4 separate regions of the Mus musculus genome follow, and all the other regions are linked to region 2. Evidence: chromatin contacts called from public HiCAR-type, Micro-C and promoter capture Hi-C data. All regions are on one chromosome and are shown on one strand. The core of a region is the stretch at or near the end of the contact, and the rest is flanking DNA. Distances in the headings are between cores, read along the strand shown. Region 1 has its middle 21 kb from the start of Gm40423. Region 2 holds the start of Sptssa (serine palmitoyltransferase, small subunit A). Region 3 overlaps Gm34894 (a long non-coding RNA gene). Region 4 holds the start of 1700031P21Rik (RIKEN cDNA 1700031P21 gene).

Region 1 (2,937 bases), core at 327-2,826, 2.3 Mb after region 2:
CTGCTTGCAGTCACAGCCTTAGTCTGAATCTGATACCTTTCTTCTACCTCCCTGGCCCCACCTGCAGGCCCCGCAAGGAGGCTCCCTGGGGCACCCCAGGAAGCCCAGGAGAGGCTCTGCCTTCAGCTACTGCTGAGTTGAATTGTGTCTCCTAAAAAGCAGGGTAAAATCTCTACCCCCTCTACCAGCAAATGGGGAACCACATTATTTGGTAATGGAGTTCTTTGAAGATGACCTACCCCAGCCCTTGATGAGAGAGCAGGATACTCCTCCCACCCCACCCCCACCCCACCCCACCCCACCCCACTCCCTAGTCTGAGAGTCTGATGTTCAGACTGGCTTGGTTCAGAGATGAGTGTGACCATCGCTCTGAGACTTTATAGCGGGCAGTGGGCGGGGCTTCACAAGGTTCACATAGATCCTGACGCCTGCCATGAGTAAGCAGAGGAAAGAGACCGCTAAGCAAGAAGGAAGCCAGAGAATGGAGAAAAGAAAGTTGGGGGGGGGAGGGGAGGGGGGAAATTGAGCCCCAGAGTTGTCCTTTCCTGATCCAGACCCCCTGGGCTCCTAGCCTTGTGCCTTTTAGTAACTCTCCCTCCCCTTCCCCCTGGCAATGCATTCTTTTTCTTGTGCCTAACCTGACCTGGGAATGCCAGAAAGGAAACTCCAGCCCTAGACAACAATGTGTAGTGGAACAAGGGCTTAGAAACTTTATCCAGCCCACGTTTTCACGTTCTCTTGTCTTATTCCGAGGAACAGTGCAGTGGGCTAGTTAAAAGCCCCCAAGATACTAGGCATAAGATAAAACTGCTAAAGGGACCCTGGGACAAAGTAGAAACCCTCCTGGGGGACAGAGCGCAAAGATATGCTGCTCTGAACCTTGTGCATCTTGTGTGGCATGGGCGTTGGTCCCCAGAGCCTAAACAGTTTAACCTTTTCCAGGGAAGGAGCCCGATCTAAAGCAACACATATTCATAAAGATTACATTATCGGCGAGGTGTGATGTGATTTAGAAGTGAACAAGACTAGAAGAGAGAAACAGGGAGACTGTTCAGAAAGCAGCCACAAAGTGGTGGCTCCTTAGTGGAAGACCAGACCAAGGAGGGGAGAGGAGACATCTTTCCTAACAGGAATATGTAAGTGAACGTGACAGACATTGGAGGAGAGTAGAAGATAAGACTCCCAGGCAGTGACCATCCTGCAAGAAGCCAGGCTCTGGGGCAGGGGAGCAAGCAAACTTCACCCCTCCAGGCCCTCAGTCACCCCAAGAGCCACTTGCAGAGATCTGAGACCAAGGTCCCCCAGGATGGGCCTATCCCTGCAGTAGCAAGCACAGGCTGCCCCTACCCCCAACAACAGGAAAGTTCTTTAGACCTCTGTTGGCCCAGAGCCTCACACCAGAGTCTTGTGTTTACACATTCAAGAGAACTGAATCTCACATAATCATATATGTGACAAAGGCCTCTGCTATAAGCAACATTAATGAAGACAAATGAATCAGCCAAACACTGCAGCCTGTGCAGCGGCTCCCAGGGCCCTGCTGCATGCTGGGAGGCTGCTCGGAGGGGGATGGGCGGGCTCGGGCCCGCAGCTCCCACTTTGCCTGATGGAGATGTATGAGACGCCTCTGGGCCGGGCCTGGCCACCCTGACTGAGGCAGGCGTAGAGGTGTGGAGGGCATTTTGGGATTCTAAGTGCATATGCAAGCCATCTCAAGAGAGGCGAGCATGAAAGGAGTTGGTTGTAAGGGTCTGGTGGTGTTAAATAAACACATTCTCTATATCCTGGGGGTTGCTGGTGAGGAAAGCAGCTATTGGAATTTTAATTCCAGCCAGGCAGTGAGTAACCACACCCTATGAGGCATTTTTCCGAGTGCAATGAATCCGTTGTGCGGACTGCTCTTAGCTAACGTCCGTCTCCCCTCCCAGGCATCTTGTATCATTCTTCCCATCCGCTTCACTCTGTGACAGATTAGAAAACTTTCAGCTTTGAGACTTTTACTCCAATCTCTCCCAAGAGGATCAAAGTCCATCAAAAGAGGCAGCCGTTTATAAATCAGGTTCTCTGATCTCTGAGCTGTGGGGCTGCCATGACCCAGAGGCTAGAAGGACAGCCAACAGGCTCCACCTCCACAGGTCATGTTTGGTGCTTAGAACCCATTCAGGCAACCTCCGGAAGTGGAAAGACAGCAGGCCCAAGGGGTTCCAGAAAGAGGACTTGAAAACCCTACCTAGCTGGGCGTGGTGGCACATGCCTTTAATCCCAGCATTTGGAAGGCAGAGGCAGGCGGATTTCTGAGTTCGAGGCCAGCCTGGTCTACAAAGTGAGTTCCAGGAAAGCCAGAGCTACACAGAGAAATCCTGTCTCAAAACAAACAAACAAACAAACAAAAACAACAAAAAAACAAAAAACAAAAAAAGAAAAAAAAGGAAGGAAGGAAGGAAGGAAGGAAGGAAGGAAGGAAGGAAGGAAGGAAAGAAAACCCTACCTACCTAGTTACCAGGCAGCGTGTACACCCAGCTACATGGAGAGCACAGCCGTCATTTTGGCATTTACTGCATGCAGTGCAAGAGCGGGCATGACAGATCACCTCCTGCTCCCAGGATACATCTCTAATAGGGCAGAAGAAAAGGGCACCTTTGCAGAGTCTACAGGGAAGATTCTTAGAAGTTTCCTGACACAAATAAAGCAAGCCAATATTGTTAGGTCAATACAAGGAGTTGGAGACTAATCAATAAATGTGGGATCCACGGGTGGCCATGTAACAGTGGAATGAGATGTTGGCAAGTGAGGAAAAAGTCTTGCACTCAGGCAGTGGAACATGCCTGTCATAACACCATGCCCTGTCTCATGGCCTGTAGAAGAAATCCCAGTGACTCAGGGGCAGAAAGTAAGGTAGGTGACAGGTCCACCGTCACCAGCACCCTCTGCAGTGAA
Region 2 (2,806 bases), core at 223-2,722:
TCTGAAAGATGAGTCCAGGCTCGGTGTGGTTGGTGCATACCTGTAATCGTAGCTCGAAGGAGTCTGAGAAAGGTGAATTACTTTGAGATCGAGGCCAGCCTATACTACATAGTGAGGTCCTGTATATTGGTTAAGTTATTTTTGTTTTTGTTTTTCATTTCCACAAAAAACTAGAATCACTTGGGAAGAGGGAACCTTAGCTGAGGAACATGAGATTGGTCTATGGTGGGCGTGTCCTCCCTACTGTGGGCAGTGCCATTGCTAGGCAAGTGGGGTCTGGGCCGTTTAAGAAAGCAAGTTGAGCAAGCCAGAAAGAGCATGCTCCTAAGCAGTATTCCTCTGTGGTTTCTGCTTCAATCTCCTGCCTGGAGTTCCTGGCTTGGCTTCCCTCCGTGATGTTCTGTAACCTACAAGACGAAATAAAATAAAATAAAATGACTAGGCACCTTGTGAAAGCAGATCTCAAGTCTATTGTTGTTTGTAAGGTCTTTGCTCGTAAGGAGCATAAGGAATTTAAGTTAATACCTGTCAACCTGGAAAGGTTTTAAAGCTTAAAGCAGCAGGTTTGAAACTTTTAGACATGTGAGTTGCAGGCTACTTAATTATGTCATTTCACAAGCACACAGTGCATGGGCTTTAGAGGAGTGGAATACAGCCGGTACTGCTGCAGGTCATAGGAGTGAATCTTTAGGAGACAGATCACATGCTGACCTCAAGCTGTCTTTAGAACCCACTAGATCAAGTGCACTTCTCTTGATTGTGACCTACATGGTTGTTTTCTAAGTGTAGTCATAGAAATATTGGCAACTGTCTATGGCCAATTCTTTTGTCTTTAGGTTAGGGAATACTAGTGCGTGTGTGTGTGTGTGTGTTGTGTGTGTGTGTACTCGCGCGCGCATCCTAGATAGGTCTGTTTTCACGCATGTGCTCGGAGGAAGGGAAGAGCTGATGAACATATTACTTCTACAGTTTTCAACATCTTCTTGGCTGGGTGTCATTTGGCATCCACATTCTCTTTGACCCCCGCATTCCCTCTTGCACAAGGCACTGTTTATTTGCATGCCCGACTCTTTAGTAGCATTCTCACCCAGCCCTATCATCTCTTGGCCCAGAAGGGATTCATGAGGTAGGAGAGAGATTACATACACTGGTTTCTAAAGGAATCCTTCTGGGCTGGTCTGAAGGATCCGGCCTCTTAAGGGCACCATCTCGCATGGACACCAGTGGGGACTGAAGCCGGTCTTGCAACCGCCATGCGTGCGCGTGGAGATGCAGAACTAGCACTTAAACCCAGACCGTTTCCCAGGGCTGGGGAGCTCGCTCCGGGCGAGGCGCGGGGCGGGACAGGAGCACACGAAGTGGCCGCTTGGCCAATAAGCGCAAGCCAGGAGGAGCCGGCGGTGGCCGCTCGGGTGCGCGCGGGGTTGGGCGTACACGGTGACGCGCAGGCTCGGCAGGACCAATGGGCGCAGGGTGGTGGCGGGCGGGCCCCAAGGCCTGGGGCTTTAGGAGGTGAGCGGGCCGCGGGCCCGCCTGACGCTGCTACACCGCGGGAGGCGCATGGCGGGCATGGCGCTGGCGCGAGCATGGAAGCAGATGTCCTGGTTCTACTACCAGTACCTGCTGGTCACTGCGCTCTACATGCTGGAGCCCTGGGAGCGAACCGTGTTCAGTATCCTGTGTGTCCTGGCCTGGCTGGGGCGTGGAGGGGTGCGCGCGCCGGGTTGGAAGGGGGTGGGGGGGTGTCTTGGGGTCAAGGGAGGTGGAACCGCGGAGATCCGGGTCTTGTACGCAATTCCCCTGCCCAAGGTGGAGGCATCCTGATTTCTGCAAGCAGTCGGGAGGGCGACGTCTCCCCTGGTGCTTCCTTGTCCCGCTTCGGCCGCGCCTGCTTTTGATCCTTCAGTATTCTTTGAGGCAGGGTTGCTGCAAATCGCTCCGGGCTTGGGCGTCTTTAACCCTTAGCTATTCCTGATTTGGAGCGATAGAACTCTAACCAGTTCACCAGGTTGTGAGTACGTGGTCTTGACACTCCCACACAGTTTTGGAAAGCAGTTTGTAAGTTACTGAAAGGCCTTTTGGGCTTCAAAATGGCAGTTTTAAAAGTGTGTTATATTTATGACTTCTTTGCATCATAGGTACAAGCTGTGCCCAGAAAAGACTTTGCTGGGGTTTCAAACTGTGCTTTGTTGTTTAGTTTATCACCGGTTAAGAATTGTTGAGTGATGACTTTGCTGAGCACTTTGTGTGTATGTTATCTTGCCTAATTTTAACAGCTCCAGCGAATAGCTCAAGGTTGTGAAGCCTGATGTTTGTTTTCGCCCAATGTCTATGCCGCTATCCTCTGATTTCCGTGTCGACGAAATACTAGCAATTCATTCTTTTAACGCTCCACTTCTCCTTTCCTTAATATAAAAAGAATATACCACATCACATGCTTATTTCATCCGCTCAGCTTCTTGTGGTTTAGCTTTGTTAGGAACAACTTCACAAACGCGTTCCTAGGACTGAGGTAGAGCTTCTTTGCAAGCTTTTTCAAGGGTGCTGGTGTGGAAATAGCATGAGGTTATTTGGAGCTGACTCTTGAAAAATTTTAGCGTCTTGCAAGACTATTACTGTGAGCAATTATTTCCTAACCTAAAGTTTAATAACCAGAATGTATATTTGGGGCTCCGGATTAAGAAAGCCTGATTTTCCGAATCGTTTATTTGTAGCTTCAGTTTGCTCTTTGGATTTTGTAGGTCAGATAACATCTATATTTAAATTTATGCCTAATTGGAACTTTTCAATAGTAGCAGGTAATCTT
Region 3 (2,877 bases), core at 78-2,577, 2.8 Mb after region 2:
GAAGAAAAATGGCTTTTACAAAAAAGCATGTTTTGGCCCCCCAATAAACCAGTATTGCCAGAAACTGCTCTGACTTCTAAGGTTTCATGCCTGAGAAAGTTTTCATGGGAAACAATAAAGGTCACAAAACAACTTTCCTTCAGATGTCCTGCCCTGTGCCGCAATGTTTGCCAAGAACTGTTTCCCCGCCTCCTGGTTCCTCTCATTGGCCCGTTGGTCTTTCCATCACAGGTGACCTCCAGTATCTTGGTCCCACATAGCTCAGGGTGAAGAGCTGAGTAATCCTGAACCTGGGGCTGCTGCCGGAACAACCTTTCACACAGTGCCCACTGCTCCCGGTTGCACAACATGTTTGACTGCGAGAGATAAACGCCAGGTTTACATTTGACTCCAGTCACCTTCGGGGCCAGCAGCCGGAGCCTGTAAACAGCACCCACTCCTTTAGAAAGGCGCGACTTTCCCAAAGTCCTGCCTTCCGAGCGCTGCGCCAGGCTGGGAGGAGGTGGACAAGGAAGGGGAGTATTCCAAAGAAAAAGGAGGCTACAAGCAAGCTCTCGACTCTGTTTAGGAAGAAAAGGAAGAGCCGAGCTGAAGCATTGGCCCTGCGGGGGGTGGGGGTGGGGCTCATTTTGTGAACTGGAATTTAAGAACTAAAACTAGTCCCCCTAACGTGTTTCTGTTTACCCATCAGAAATCAATCTCTGATTGGAGCAGGTACTTTTTCCTCCGTAAAACAGGCCAAAGAGGAAACGGAACTGTCTTAGTACTAAAATAATCTGTAATTTAATTGATGTTGCATGTTAGGCTTATTGAAGACACCACTATGAGAAGATTCTGTGCTTTGTTTTCTGACACTGAAAACTGCAGGGTGGGGGCGAGAAAAATCCCCCCACGACTTCACACAGGTTATAGGAGGAAAACTAATAGTCGAGAAGGAGGGATTTCAGTGGATTCTTTCAAGAATAAACATGTCTTACTCAGATCTTGAAGCCTGTGACTATCGAGTACATCTAAGTACATCGAGTTCCTTCTGTTGGTTGAAGCTAGGTTTGCTGCGTCTTGAGTCCAGATGGAACAATGACACTAAGACAAAGCCTTAAGCAATTTTGTTTGCTAATAAGATGTCAGACCACTAATGAAAGGGCAGCTTGCTTTGGCTTAGGAGAGCAAGCTTCCCATAGAAAGCAGCTCCTAAGTGTGAAAGAGCAATATTTGATTCCCTTCCTCCCTAGTGGTAAAAAAGATGTTTTTGAGTGGCTAGCAGAGAGGAAGAGAAGGCTAGCCGTCTACTGATAAGATAGGATCATAGGAACATTTGTTTGGTTTTGCTTTGCAGATGGGGACTGAAGCCAGGGAAGCTTGCCTGCTAGGCAAGCACGCTGTCACTGAATTATCCCTCCCCACCCCCACCCCTCCGGCCCACATAGGGAAAATTCTGTAGTCGTTAAGATCGCTGTCGGTCCAGCTGCCCTTCTCCAAGACTGAGTAAGACATTGTGAGCTCTTTAAGAAGGAGAATCACTTCATAGTTAAATTATGCTCATGGACATTACACGTGCCCGTTCATTAATATTTAGGGAACACACCGGCCTCAGCAGTTCCAAACACCTGAGTATAGACAATGCTTCTTCCAATGTGGACAGGAGTAAAACACCAAAGTTCATCTTCTGAATAATGAACCACCAGCTTCAGAGTGTAAATGCTGCCTCCTCCAGAGGCTAAGGGCCTCTCTTCCCAACCCTACTCCCCTCTATTCTCCCACTTCCTTCTCCCCTTCCCTATCCCATTTAGTTTTCATTTTTGCTCATTGTGCAGCCTGACTGCATGAAGCCCAGGCTGGCCAAGAACTTGCTTTGTAGTCAGTCCTTCCTTCTGAGCCAGCTGTGTGCTGGGACAGCATTCTGACACACAATAGGTATTTTTTTCAGTTCCAGGTATCAGAGCCAGGACTTAGAGGTCTAGGTAGGTGTAAGTGCGCTGCCATTGAGTTCCGCTGCTAGCCCTGAAATAGAGTATCTAGCTCACCGGGGGGGCTGCAGACTCTAGATGATTCTGGCCCTATCTATCTCTTAAAAGTCAATATCTGGTCCATTAAAAAAAAAATCACACAGGAAGTTGATGTGGGAGCATTGAGAATTCAGGGCTATTCTGGGCTCTATCACCAAAGTTTGTCTCTCAAAAACTAAAACCTGATAGAAAGAGTCAACATCAGACCCAATGAAACAGACATTAAAATAACAGATTACACCTATTTTGGAGAATCATCTATGTCTCCTCCCTGTTGGAAAGCTATGAGTGTATTTTTTAAAATGAATTCACCTTCAGCTGATGTATACTGTATTGTTGAGCAATCAGAGATTTCTTTGAGTTGATTTTTTTTTGTAGAAATGTCCCCAGAAAGCAATTTGAGCGATGAAGAATTTTTGTTCTTATCACAGTCTATTGCAAACAACAGTGGATCGTCCTGAAGTACATTTCATAGTTTTTATTTAATCCTAATTATTTTTATCATTGTTGTTGACATATCATCAAGCTTTTGACCTCCTTTCAGAACGTGCTCTTACTGACTAGAATGACAAAAGCCTCCGTAGTCCATGGGGAACCTGGAGGAGTGAGACAGATCTGCTGCTAGATGCATTCTCTCCACAAATGAGGCGAGGACCCTGAAGCCAGGACAGCAACTCAATGGCTTAATCCGGATCACAAAGTCAGTCTTGGCTAAAAGCCATTAGTGGATACTAGGTTTCTGATAAAAGCCCATTCAGTCCTTCCACTAAGCCACTTTCCTTTAGATAATTACTGTATAAAAACTACTGAGAATGGAAAAGCATCTGAAGCAAAGCAGATACAATTTCAATATTTAAGAAACTTTATTTTA
Region 4 (2,731 bases), core at 165-2,664, 2.1 Mb after region 2:
TAAGTTAGGGTGACTTTGACCCGCGTTTTTCTCCTAGCCTCCCAGTAAACCCGGGAACAAAGAAAAAGTTTTTTCAGTGAAACTGTGTAGCTATGCTCATGAACCCCTGCTGCTTAGTGGGGATCACGCTGGCGGCGTGGGTCCGTGTGGTTTACCTTGGGGTTATGCAAATTAGCTCCTGGTGCATGTTGGGTAAGAGCCTTCCTCTAGAGGCCTGGGGAGGGGAGTGAGTTCTCTAAGCAGTCCGCTATCCGGCACGCTGGGAGGCTCGCTGTTCTCCTACGTCTGTGTGGGAGCTTGAGAAATGTGTGGCAGCTAAGTGACCAGGGCCCTGACTCGATCACCTACTCCCCCCACACACTAAAACAGGACACTTGTTACCTATGTTCCACTAGTCCAATGCCTGTTGAAGTATGCCCAACCCGCCAGGTGACCCCTCCCCAGCATAGCCTACTCGGTCCCAGAACTATGGGCACCATACTCTAGGAACGCAGCAAAAGCTTGGGGAGGTCCTCTAGAGCCTGGGGTACAGTCTGTTCCCAGCAGGCGCTGCCCGGCCTGGACCCGCGAGTTTGACTGGGCGGCCACGCCCGTCCACTCTCTGCGGGTGGCCGGTCGCAGGTAACGCCTGCCTGTGCACATTTTGCGCAGGCGCCGATTAGGTCCAGGACCGAGGCTCGGGGACCAGGGGCCGCACCCCTTCACAGGTGTCTGGCAGGCGCTAGACGTTGCCTGGTAACCAAACATCCGGAACACAGATGCAAGGGCGGAAGCCCACCTACTTGGCCTGAGAGGGAAATTTAAGGATTTACACTGCTCACTTTGGAGTAGAATAATAGCAGAGTCACTCTTGTACTTCCGTTCCTTTTCCTGTATATTAAATGACATGTTAGCCCTGTTATGATACAAATGTGTAAAACATACCTACTTGGAGGAAATATTTGTTGTAATTTTAAATAACAGCGAAGTCTTAGCTGTTCAAGTCATAGCTTTGTGGGCTGTAAAATGAGGGACAAAGGTCAGAAACTGCTAGTTTGGTGTGGTTTCAGTATTTCTCAGAATGAAGTCTGGGCAAAGGTTTTCCTGTGTGCTTATAATTATCACCATTAGTCGGCTGTGGTGTGGCACCTGCCTGTAATCCCAGTACTTGGGTGGGAAACAGAGAAGAACTAGAAGTTCAAGGGCAGATTTCCCTACATAGTGAATACAAGCCCAGCCTAGGCTAGTCAGCTAAAATTCCTTCTCTTGAGCAGACAGACAAGGCCTATCCTTGTTCCAGCAGCAAACAGAAGAGTCCTCCAAAGGACACTCTGCGGAGGGAATGGTGAGTTGAGCTTCCTTCTATGACGTAAAGGAGGAGTTGCTCACAGAGCCAGGGTGTTCATCCCCCCAAGTTACGCCTAGAAAGCCTTTACCCAGTCGGGATGAAGACTTCTCCACCCAGCCACCCCACTCCCTTAGTCTTCCTAGGTTACAGACTCTACCCCTCCCCTCAGCGAGGCCACTTCTAGTTATGGATAAAATTGCGTACTACAGTAGGTAGGGTGGATACTCAGGTAAGGGTCGCCTGACCTCCCTGCCCCTTTATGAGCAGGTGTGGGTCAACAAGCCCAGCTGAGATGATCTTTTGCCAGTAGACATTACAGAATGTGGTAAGATAGATTTTGTTTGTTTCAGAAGATAGTCCTGTACAACACCTATACAAACTGTCTCAATTCATTAACAAACGAACTACCGAAGGACAAGGCAAGTTACTACTTAATTTAACTAGAGTTTCTTTTTTTTTTTTTTCCCTTCTCCTCGTCCTCCCATCTTTCCTCCAACTTGGCATGAGAAAATAATTTTAAAACTTGTTTAATTGGCACCGGTTTTCTGATATGCAGAAAAAGAAGGGTTATGAAGTCACGCAGAGCCGGGCGGTGGTGGCGCACACCTTTAATACCAGCATTCGGGAGGCAGAGGCAGGCGAATTTCTGAGTTCGAGGCCAGACTGGTCTACAGAGTGGGTTCCAAGACAACCAGGGCTATTCAAAGAAACCCTGTCTCAAAAAAAAAAAAAAAGAAAGTTGGTTGTTTTCTAACAACTTTTGAAAAGTAATAAAACACTGTTCTTCCCCCAGGAAAAACAGGAGTGAAAATGACAGGTCTATTGAATTAAAATTTCCAATTAGATGCTTTTTAAAAATGCTTTGGTGTAACTTTCTATTAGCCTGCCTTTTATGATAATTTTGTATTTATTTACTTTCCATCTAGATTGCAACTTCCCCTTTCTCCTCTCCTCTGAGACCCTCCCTCCCTCCCTCTCCTCACAGTCCCTCCCTCTCACCTCACCTCTCCCCCTCCCCCTCCCTTTGTTTCCATAAACTAACATTCAGATGTCTGAATGAATGCTTAATCAAGCCAACTTCAGGTTTAGGTCAGTAAACAAGCATTAATTTAATGATTTTTATCTCAACATCCCCATGAGGTTAAATGGGTTTTAGTACTTCTTTTAATATTTTTATTGCATTGTTTATTTATTTCCTTTGCATGTGTGTTGTGGTCAGAGGACAATTTGCCAGGAGTTAGATTTCTCCTTCCACCAAGTAGGTTCTAGGGATAAAACCCTCATTCATTGGGCTGGATAGCAAGCGCCTTTACCAATCTCACTGATTTTCAGTACTTCTGAGGACTCCAAAGTATGTGGGTAAGATTTAGTTTTCTTTTCTTTCAAGTGAAAAATTAACTTGAG

What was found. Promoter capture Hi-C pulls out the DNA fragments that hold promoters and counts their contacts. Hi-C and Micro-C count contacts between places; a contact is called where the count stands out from the background. HiCAR-type assays count read pairs that join an accessible place to other places.
Region 1: a contact with region 2 is called in a Micro-C map of embryonic stem cells, with 6 times the contacts expected there. The contact joins the enhancer-like site here to the promoter of Sptssa in region 2. A contact is called at or near these places in 2 of 39 promoter capture datasets (cranial neural crest and hippocampal neurons), 1 of 484 Hi-C or Micro-C datasets (embryonic stem cells) and 1 of 115 datasets of contacts at active chromatin or transcription factors (astrocytes).
Region 3: a contact with region 2 is called in a promoter capture Hi-C map of hippocampal neurons, with 9 times the contacts expected there. The contact joins the enhancer-like site here to the promoter of Sptssa in region 2. A contact is called at or near these places in 5 of 39 promoter capture datasets (the C10 cell line, cranial neural crest, embryonic stem cells and 2 more), 1 of 484 Hi-C or Micro-C datasets (B cells) and 2 of 115 datasets of contacts at active chromatin or transcription factors (astrocytes and pro-B cells).
Region 4: a contact with region 2 is called in a HiCAR-type map of astrocytes, with 6 times the contacts expected there. The contact joins the promoter of 1700031P21Rik here to the promoter of Sptssa in region 2. A contact is called at or near these places in 8 of 39 promoter capture datasets (3T3-L1-derived adipocytes, the C10 cell line, the HPC-7 cell line and 4 more), 1 of 484 Hi-C or Micro-C datasets (regulatory T cells), 4 of 115 datasets of contacts at active chromatin or transcription factors (astrocytes, cardiomyocytes, embryonic stem cells and 1 more) and 1 of 9 other capture datasets (adipose tissue).

Annotation. Positions count from the first base shown.
Region 1 is chr12:52,380,495-52,383,431 of GRCm38.p6, reverse strand. No RefSeq gene overlaps it. Among named protein-coding and RNA genes, the nearest start is that of Gm40423, 21 kb to the right of the region's middle. Within about 2 kb of position 1,576, at least 74 of the 459 cell types and tissues checked have an H3K27ac peak or open chromatin away from gene starts, as enhancers often do. A contact at or near this core is called in embryonic stem cells, where this site is marked.
Region 2 is chr12:54,655,238-54,658,043 of GRCm38.p6, reverse strand. Sptssa (serine palmitoyltransferase, small subunit A) reads left to right here and starts at 1,472. Exons shown (of 2, transcript NM_134054.2): 1 at 1,472-1,672. The coding sequence starts at 1,561.
Region 3 is chr12:51,842,516-51,845,392 of GRCm38.p6, reverse strand. It overlaps Gm34894 (a long non-coding RNA gene), which reads left to right. Exons shown (of 3, transcript XR_381584.4): 2 at 232-2,706. Among named protein-coding and RNA genes, the nearest start is that of Gm34894, 7.9 kb to the left of the region's middle. Within about 2 kb of position 1,327, at least 393 of the 459 cell types and tissues checked have an H3K27ac peak or open chromatin away from gene starts, as enhancers often do. A contact at or near this core is called in B cells, astrocytes, embryonic stem cells and 2 more, where this site is marked.
Region 4 is chr12:52,601,005-52,603,735 of GRCm38.p6, reverse strand. It overlaps 1700031P21Rik (RIKEN cDNA 1700031P21 gene), which reads left to right and starts at 1,414. Exons shown (of 3, transcript NR_045910.1): 1 at 1,414-1,556; 2 at 1,681-1,746. It overlaps Gm35239 (a long non-coding RNA gene), which reads right to left and starts at 783. Exons shown (of 7, transcript XR_001780617.2): 1 at 1-783.